Linked DNA regions of Triticum aestivum: region 1 is linked to region 2. Evidence: chromatin contacts called from public HiCAR-type data. All regions are on one chromosome and are shown on one strand. Each heading gives the region's core, a stretch centred on a gene start, on an enhancer-like site or on the middle of the called end of the contact. The rest is flanking DNA. Distances are from core to core; before and after follow the strand shown. Region 1 holds the start of LOC123104045 (homeobox-leucine zipper protein HOX4). Region 2 holds the start of LOC123104042 (dicarboxylate transporter 2.1, chloroplastic).

Evidence for each region. HiCAR-type assays count read pairs that join an accessible place to other places.
Region 1: a HiCAR-type map of leaf shows a contact between it and region 2, with 4 times the contacts expected there. The contact joins the promoter of LOC123104045 here to the promoter of LOC123104042 in region 2. A contact is called at or near these places in 3 of 5 Hi-C or Micro-C datasets (all in leaf) and 1 of 1 datasets of contacts at active chromatin or transcription factors (leaf).

The regions. Positions count from the first base shown.
Region 1 is chr5A:463,954,970-463,958,749 of IWGSC CS RefSeq v2.1, forward strand. LOC123104045 (homeobox-leucine zipper protein HOX4) reads left to right here and starts at 1,714. Exons shown (of 3, transcript XM_044525765.1): 1 at 1,714-2,128; 2 at 2,238-2,602; 3 at 2,698-3,267. The coding sequence starts at 2,071. The coding sequence ends at 3,087.
Region 2 is chr5A:463,567,840-463,571,500 of IWGSC CS RefSeq v2.1, forward strand. LOC123104042 (dicarboxylate transporter 2.1, chloroplastic) reads left to right here and starts at 1,365. Exons shown (of 4, transcript XM_044525763.1): 1 at 1,365-2,237; 2 at 3,566-3,661. The coding sequence starts at 1,476. It overlaps LOC123104043 (queuine tRNA-ribosyltransferase catalytic subunit 1), which reads left to right. Exons shown (of 16, transcript XM_044525764.1): 15 at 30-57; 16 at 244-765. The coding sequence ends at 402.

The sequences.
Region 1 (3,780 bases), core at 464-2,963, 390 kb after region 2:
AGGCTTAGGGCGTCCCATTGCAGTGCAGGGCCGTCTTATCAGTCCACGATCCTACGTGCACGCAGCACCTCTGAATCGATCAGCAAAAAAGGTCGCGCATACTAGGTCCACATCCTTCTCAGGTGTGGCGATCTATACTTGATGGGAGAGATATTATCACCCAAGGAGCTATCCGGCGTATTGGTGATGGAACTACCACGAACATATGGCAACATAGTTGGATCCCAAGGGACGGAATGATGAAGCCGGTGGCCTCCTTAGTTGCTGACCCACCGCAATTGGTTTCTGATCTGATCGACCACACTAGAGCTGCGTGGCGAGAGGACTTGCTTAGACAGGTGTTCATACCCATTGATGTGGAGGCGATCTTGCAAATACCGCTCTGTACACGGCGTGTGGACGATTTCTGGTCATGGAATGATGATCCAAGGGGGCGTTTTTCTGTACGGTCAGCTTATAAGATGATTGTCAAGATCAAGATTGGGCGCGAGGCATGGCTGGAGGAAAGGGAGGATCCTTCCAACTCTGAACATGAGATGAGGGGGTGGAACTCGCTATGGAACATGTCAGTGCCACCGAAACTGCGCTTTTTCACTTGGCGTTTGGCGCAACACTCACTCCCTATGGGAGATGTCCTAAACCATCGTCATATGGCCACTACGAGTGCTTGCTCCCTATGCGGAGGGCAGGATAGCTGGCGGCATTCTTTGCTGGAGTGTAATGTGTCTAGGTGTGTGTGGGCACTTTCAGAAGCCGAGATGGTCGAGCACATGTGGGCAACCTCAGAACCTGACGCACGGCTGTGGCTCTTTGCCATGAATGACTCTCTTCCACCGGAGCAATTTCAGTTGATGATTGTTACTTTATGGGCGATTTGGAGTGCAAGACGGAAAGCTATACATGAGGATATATACCAGACTCCGTTTGCCACTGACAACTTCATCAAAGCTTACTTATCAGACATAGAGTTTTTGAAGAAGAAGAAGGAGGAAGCACATGGGATAGTAGTACCACGACCCCGTACGTGGATTCCACCACCAACAGATTACTACAAACTCAATGTGGACGCGGCCGTGTCACGCCCAGGTACGTTTGGCGCAGTTGGTGTGGTTTGCAGGGATGAGAGATGTTTGTTCATGGGAGCGTCAGCTCTCGTTTTTAAAGGACTGCACAACCCCCAAGTGCTAGAAGCACTAGCTGTTCGGGAGGCATTAGCACTTTCAGAAGATCTCTATATCAACCGTTTACTTGTTGCCTCCGATTGCGAGGTGGTGGTAGATGCAATCAGACAGGGAAGCTCAGCAGAATTTGGAGCCATTGTCGAGGAAATCAAGACTAGAGCAACTACCTTTATTTCATGTTCGTTTACTCATGAGTATAGGACCTCCAATACGGAGGCCCATAATCTCGCAAAGCATGCGTTATCTTTAGGGTTTGGCCGACACACTTGGCTAGGACAACCCGGCGATCTTCTTTTTGTACCTATGAACATTATGATTCAGTAATAAAGCTTTGTGAGATTCTCAAAAAAAAAAGCAAAAAAGGTCGCGCTAGGGCTCGCAAATTGCCGTGCGACGCGTGCTGGGGGTCCTAACCATGGTCAGCTCCTGACCGCACCGGCCCCCTCCACCTAACCCGTGCGCCGAGCCGGAGGAACTCGGCCCCGCCTGTCTCTCTCTCTCCCCCTCCCTCCTTTATTAAACGCACACGGAAATGCAGCACGCAGTGTTGGGGAAACGGAAAGGAAACCCGGAAAAGAAAACAGAGCAGGACTCCACTCTCCTCCCCCCTCCTCACTCTCTCTTTCTTGGATCGTAAGCAATCGCGGAGGAAATCCATCCGCAATCGTGGAGGGGAGGACATTTTGATCGGTGCTGGTTTGCCAAGGCGGGGACGAGGGTACATGGTGGCCGTCATGGATCGAGGCGTGGACGGGAGGACGGGGAGGGGCCAGCAGTGGAGGCGCACCAGCCCTTTCTCCCGCTCTTTGCTCCTCTTCTCGCAGTAATCGGGGAGGGTGGTGGTGGTGGTGGTGGTGCCGGTGCCATCTGAATTTCTGCGGAGCTCGCCATGAAGCGGCCCGGCGGCGGAAACCCCTCCTCCCTCCACCAGATGGCCAGCCCCAATCGTAAATTGCGAGCCCTCTTTCTTTCTTTCTTTCTTTCTTTCTGGTGGGAATTCGTTCTGTTGAGGTGAAGGGCGCGGAAATCTGAGTCTCTGTGTGCGTGTTTGATTAGATATGGACTACGGCGTGGTCGGGATGGAGGCGGACGGGGACGCGGAGGAGGAGATGATGGCGTGCGGCGGTGGCGGCGGCGGCTGCGGGGGAGGGGAGAAGAAGCGGCGGCTGAGCGCGGAGCAGGTGCGCGCCCTGGAGCGGAGCTTCGAGGTGGAGAACAAGCTGGAGCCGGAGCGCAAGGCGCGGCTGGCGCGCGACCTCGGCCTGCAGCCGCGCCAGGTCGCCGTCTGGTTCCAGAACCGCCGCGCGCGCTGGAAGACCAAGCAGCTCGAGCGCGACTACAACGCGCTGCGCCACTCCTACGACGCGCTCCGCGTCGACCACGACGCCCTCCGCCGCGACAAGGAGGCCCTCCTCGCCGAGGTCCGTGCCGCTCACGCCCGCTTAAATTACGCTGCTGCTTAGTACTACCTGCGCAATGGCTGATGCTCGTTGCTGGCGCGTCTCATGTGATACAGATCAAGGATCTGAAGGGGAAGCTGGGGGACGAGGAGGCCGCGGCGAGCTTCACGTCGGTGAAGGAGGAGCCGGCGGCGTCCGACGGCCCGCCGCCCGCGGGCATGGGGTCATCCGACAGCGACTCGAGCGGTGTTCTGAACGACACGGACGCGACCGGCGCGACACCAACAGAGGAGGCGCCGGCTCCAGACATGGGGACGCTGCTCGGCGGGCCCGGGGCGGCCGGCGCGGCGGCGGCGGGGCACGGGCAGGTGTTCCTGCACGGGAATTTCCTGAAGGTGGAGGAGGACGAGACGGGGTTCCTGGACGACGAGGAGCCGTGCGGGGGGTTCTTCGCCGACGAGCCGCCGCTGGCGTGGTGGACGGAGCCGACGGATCCCTGGAAGTGAGGCGCGGCGGAGAGAGAGAGACTCGGTGGGAGACGACACCTCGCGCGGGGAATAAAAGATTAGTGAAGAAAGCAGGGGCTTTTCTGAAATTTTTGTAAATCTCGTTTTTATCTAGTCCTTTCCTGTCAAACCCTCGCCGTCGCAGCATCAGCAATAGTACTACTACTACTACTAGTGCCATTTCCGCCCCCGCTCTTTCTGCCATTTCCTTTTTCCTCCCGTAAACCCTCGCCTTTTAGCTAAAAACTTAAATGTTCAAGTTAAGCTGGACTGAAGTGTAAAAAGGCCCACGAGATAGGGACAAGGGGAAAAGGACAGTGTGGAGCGAGCAGTGAAGAGGAAGGGAGGGAGCAGCAAGCAACAACGGGCGGGCCACGGAGCAGCGTCGCTGTTGGGGTGGGCCCCGGAGGCCACGTGAAGCGCAGGCATTGGGCCTCCCATTGACCGGGCTGGCCTGAGCTTTAGCGCGTGATGGCGGCGCGCAGAGTCGTAACCGACAGCCATCCGCCCCGCGACGCCAACGCGCCTGGCCCAGCCCGCGCCCCCTTCGTCCACGCCGGGCCTCCCCCGCGAGAGCGACCGCCGACGGCGACCCGCGCGCGCGCTCCCCCGTCGTCGCCGGCTCCCTCGAATCGAGCCCCGCGGCCTCGCGCTTTCCTTGCCATTCTCGTACGTAGTGGCAGGTGTTGCACC
Region 2 (3,661 bases), core at 115-2,614:
ATAACGAAATTCTGCTGACATGTTTGCAGATTCGTTAGAGGATTCTTGAGGGTGCAGGTTTGTTTTGCTCTGCAATCTCTGTTCTATCATATATGATTGAATAAAAAATAGCTGAGCAACAAACTGCTTCCTTATACCATCGCCACCCAATCATCTACAGAGCTAAAACCATACTCTTGTCTTGTTATTATCTTTCTTAGTAGTTTGTGTTACCTGTAAACACTAAAATCATGATGATGGCAGTTCCCAAAGGGCGACGTGCCAAAGTGGGTTCACAATGCAATGGAGGTTGCTGGCATCGACATATCGGAGTGCTGCACCCCGACCAACTGCCAGCACGACGCAATGGAGGCTGCCGGCGTCGACATTTCGGACTTCTGCCCTCCCACCAAATGCCCCTGACGCGGAACGCTCAGGGGCATTCATTACGGATACCACGATACCAGTTGACTATAGGGGAGGGTTGTCGCGTGGAAGTGATCCCTCATACTTAACATGACGCGTTTTCACGAGGTTTTTTTTGGGTCATAGACTGTAGGCCTGGCTCTCATCCATTGCTTCAGCATAGAATTTTCCAACAGTATGCTGAAGTCAGCCGCCCATAGGTTTTGATAGTCTCCAAGGTGTTATAGTACGTATCTGTCATTGATTGTTTGCAAGCTGCTGCAAATGTTTTTGCTGCAAGGACAGTCCACGGGAAGTTGTAACAGCATCATTATTTATACTCACGAAAATTGTTACTGTGACGCAGGTCATTTTGTTTCACTGAACATGGCTTCTCGAGACTTCACACTCTTTGTCCAAACTCTGGTCTTCCTCACACTCTTTGTTGGCTTGAATGTGTATTTTGTGGATTTCTTTGTAGTGCTTAGGGTTTGTTGGTGGTCCACTGGCAGGTGGTTTTGCAACGCTGTCGGTTTCAAGGCATGGAAAATGTCGCGTGGGAAATGTGTGCGATCTTCAGGAAAATGACCTGGCTGGTCATCTGGATCGTCCATTTCTCATCGGACGGCGGACAGGGCTGGCAACCAGTATCTACTGGCGCCACGTGTCGGCCCCCTGCTGGCCGTCGCTTCCCGTCAAAACGCGATACCTCGCGGGATCCACCACCGGTGACGAGGCTGCTCAGCTCAGCCGCACCGCACAGGTGAGCACCAACACAGATTCCAGCGACTGCGACTGGTCCCCACGCCGAGCCCTAGTATCTCCCGACAAAAAACGCGGGCGACACAGCGCTGCTCCTTTACCCGCTGCCAGGTGGGTCCATCCCGGAGGCCCAGCACACGGCCTCACATGTCAGCGGGTGAAACCCGCAAGGCGTTAGTATCGCAGATTCCGCCGTTAGTATCTATGCTAAAAATGATTATTTCAAAAAGCAGCCATTACAAGTCGATCTCCGGGGACTGAATTCTGAAACCACCTGCCCGCCTCTGCTCCTGGACCACTCCGCCGCCGTCCTCCCGCCGCCGGCGCCGATGGAGCGCCTCCGGGTCGCCGTCTCCCACCGCCCGCCTCTGCTCCTCCCCGCCCCGAACCACCTCCGCCGGCGCCAGCTCCACCTCCCCCTCCCGCTCGCATCCCGCCCCCTCTCTTCGCGGCATCGCCTGCTCTCCCCCGCCCCTCGCCGCCACGCCCGGCACCTCCTCGCCTCCCAAACGCCCGGCCCCGAGCCCGACGCGGAGGCCAGCGCTGAACCCGCCGGCGCCAAGCTCGTCCCGCTCATCGTCTCCCTGGCGGCCGGCCTCGCCGTGCGCTTCCTCGCGCCGCGGCCCGCCGAGGTGACCCTGCAGGCGTGGCAGCTGCTCTCCATCTTCCTCTCCACCATCGCGGGGCTCGTGCTGGGCCCGCTCCCCGTCGGCGCCTGGGCCTTCCTCGGCCTCACCACCGCCGTGGCCACGCGGACGCTCCCCTTCGAGACCGCCTTCTCCGCCTTCACCAACGAGGTCATCTGGCTCATCGTCATCTCCTTCTTCTTCGCGCGAGGATTCGTCAAGACCGGCCTCGGCGATCGCATCGCCACCTACTTCATCAAGTGGCTCGGGGGCAGCACGCTGGGGCTCTCCTACGGGCTCACCGTCAGCGAGGCCTGCATCGCGCCGGCCATGCCCAGCACCACCGCCAGGGCCGGAGGCGTCTTCCTACCAATCATCAAGTCACTCTCGCTCTCGGCAGGCAGCAAGCCTAACGACCCGTCGTCGCGGAAGCTCGGCTCATATCTTGTGATGACCCAGTTCCAGGTAAGTGGTGTAAATTAATTTTCATTATTCAATGCTGGTTTGATGAACTTGGTGCTGGTAATTTGGCCATAGAATAGATCGATCATACAATCCTGCCACCATAGGATTCTAACAAATGAATGCGCCAGATGCGCAGTTGCTAATTGTCACAACACTTGAACTCTTGAAGGGTGCATTCCCGCGGCCGTTTTTGTTTCAGAAAGGGTTCAGTGCTCAACTGCCGATCGTGTTACCTTGATTATATTAACCTCTTGTGGAGCGGTGCTCTGCACAGGTTAAAGGTGGTGCAACATTTCTTTGTTACTGATTGGGTGATGTGGGGTGTTAGCATGATTTTCCTAGGCGCAATTAGTGCAAGAACCTGTAATCCTATATGCGTCAAATCGATGCTTGCTTGGTCAGAAGTTATTTAGTGTACACCCCCCAGTGCTGAAATTAATTTTGGAGCTCTAGCATGTCAGTTTGTTATTTTGTGTATTTCACTTTCGTGATTTCTCAACAGCCTTTCTAAAGGGAGTATCTTATCAGTTGGAGGATTCTACGGCGAAACTAGAGTAGTGCATTGCTCACCTGATTCCTGATTCCTGACAACATTATTCAGTAAATTGATGAAGTTGAACTGAAGAAAACTTATCTGGAAATAAAAAGTGACAAACAGTTAAACACAACAGGCATGGTTGAAATATGAAACCTAAGCTTGGTCCATATCGTAGGGTTTACTAAGGTAAGCCACTGGGAGGTGCGAATCAATCTGATCAACTGTAAGACCCAGGCCAGCCATTTTAGTCTAACTTTCGTCTAGAGCCTATTTACAGGTTTAAATTATAAGTACGGAGTATTTGTTTTACTGGATAATGATGATAACATTTCGTGCATGGAGAATGATGACCATGAGATCACTGATGTAGGAAATAGATGGAGGTGTTAGGAAGAAGGGTGCCTTTCATTATAAAACCAATGCCAACCATCCTAAATGGAAAGTATACTGATGATTTCTTAAAACCGTTGTGCTCGAAGTTAACCATCCTAGCAGGAAAGCTACTCAACCATGAAGATTTTGCTTCTTGCTTGCATCCTATCTTAACTAAACAGAACCCAACCTACAAGTAACAATGCAAGAGTGAGGTTAAAGCCGTTTTATCTACTGGCCTAGCCTTAATTTGTTGTAAACAACAGTGATGCTCTAGAACTTCCATGGTATGTGCAGTTTCAACTCTAATAAAGTTCATATGTGACTGACTAATTAAATTCATCCAGCATTTCTTACAACATAACTATTATGACGTCTTGAAAAAACATAACTATTATGCTCTTTTGTTTCTTGGCAGGCAGGTAGTAACTCAAGTGCTCTCTTCCTGACTGCTGCAGCACAAAATCTGTTATGCTTGAAGCTAGCAGAGGAGCTTGGTATCGTAGTTGCGAAT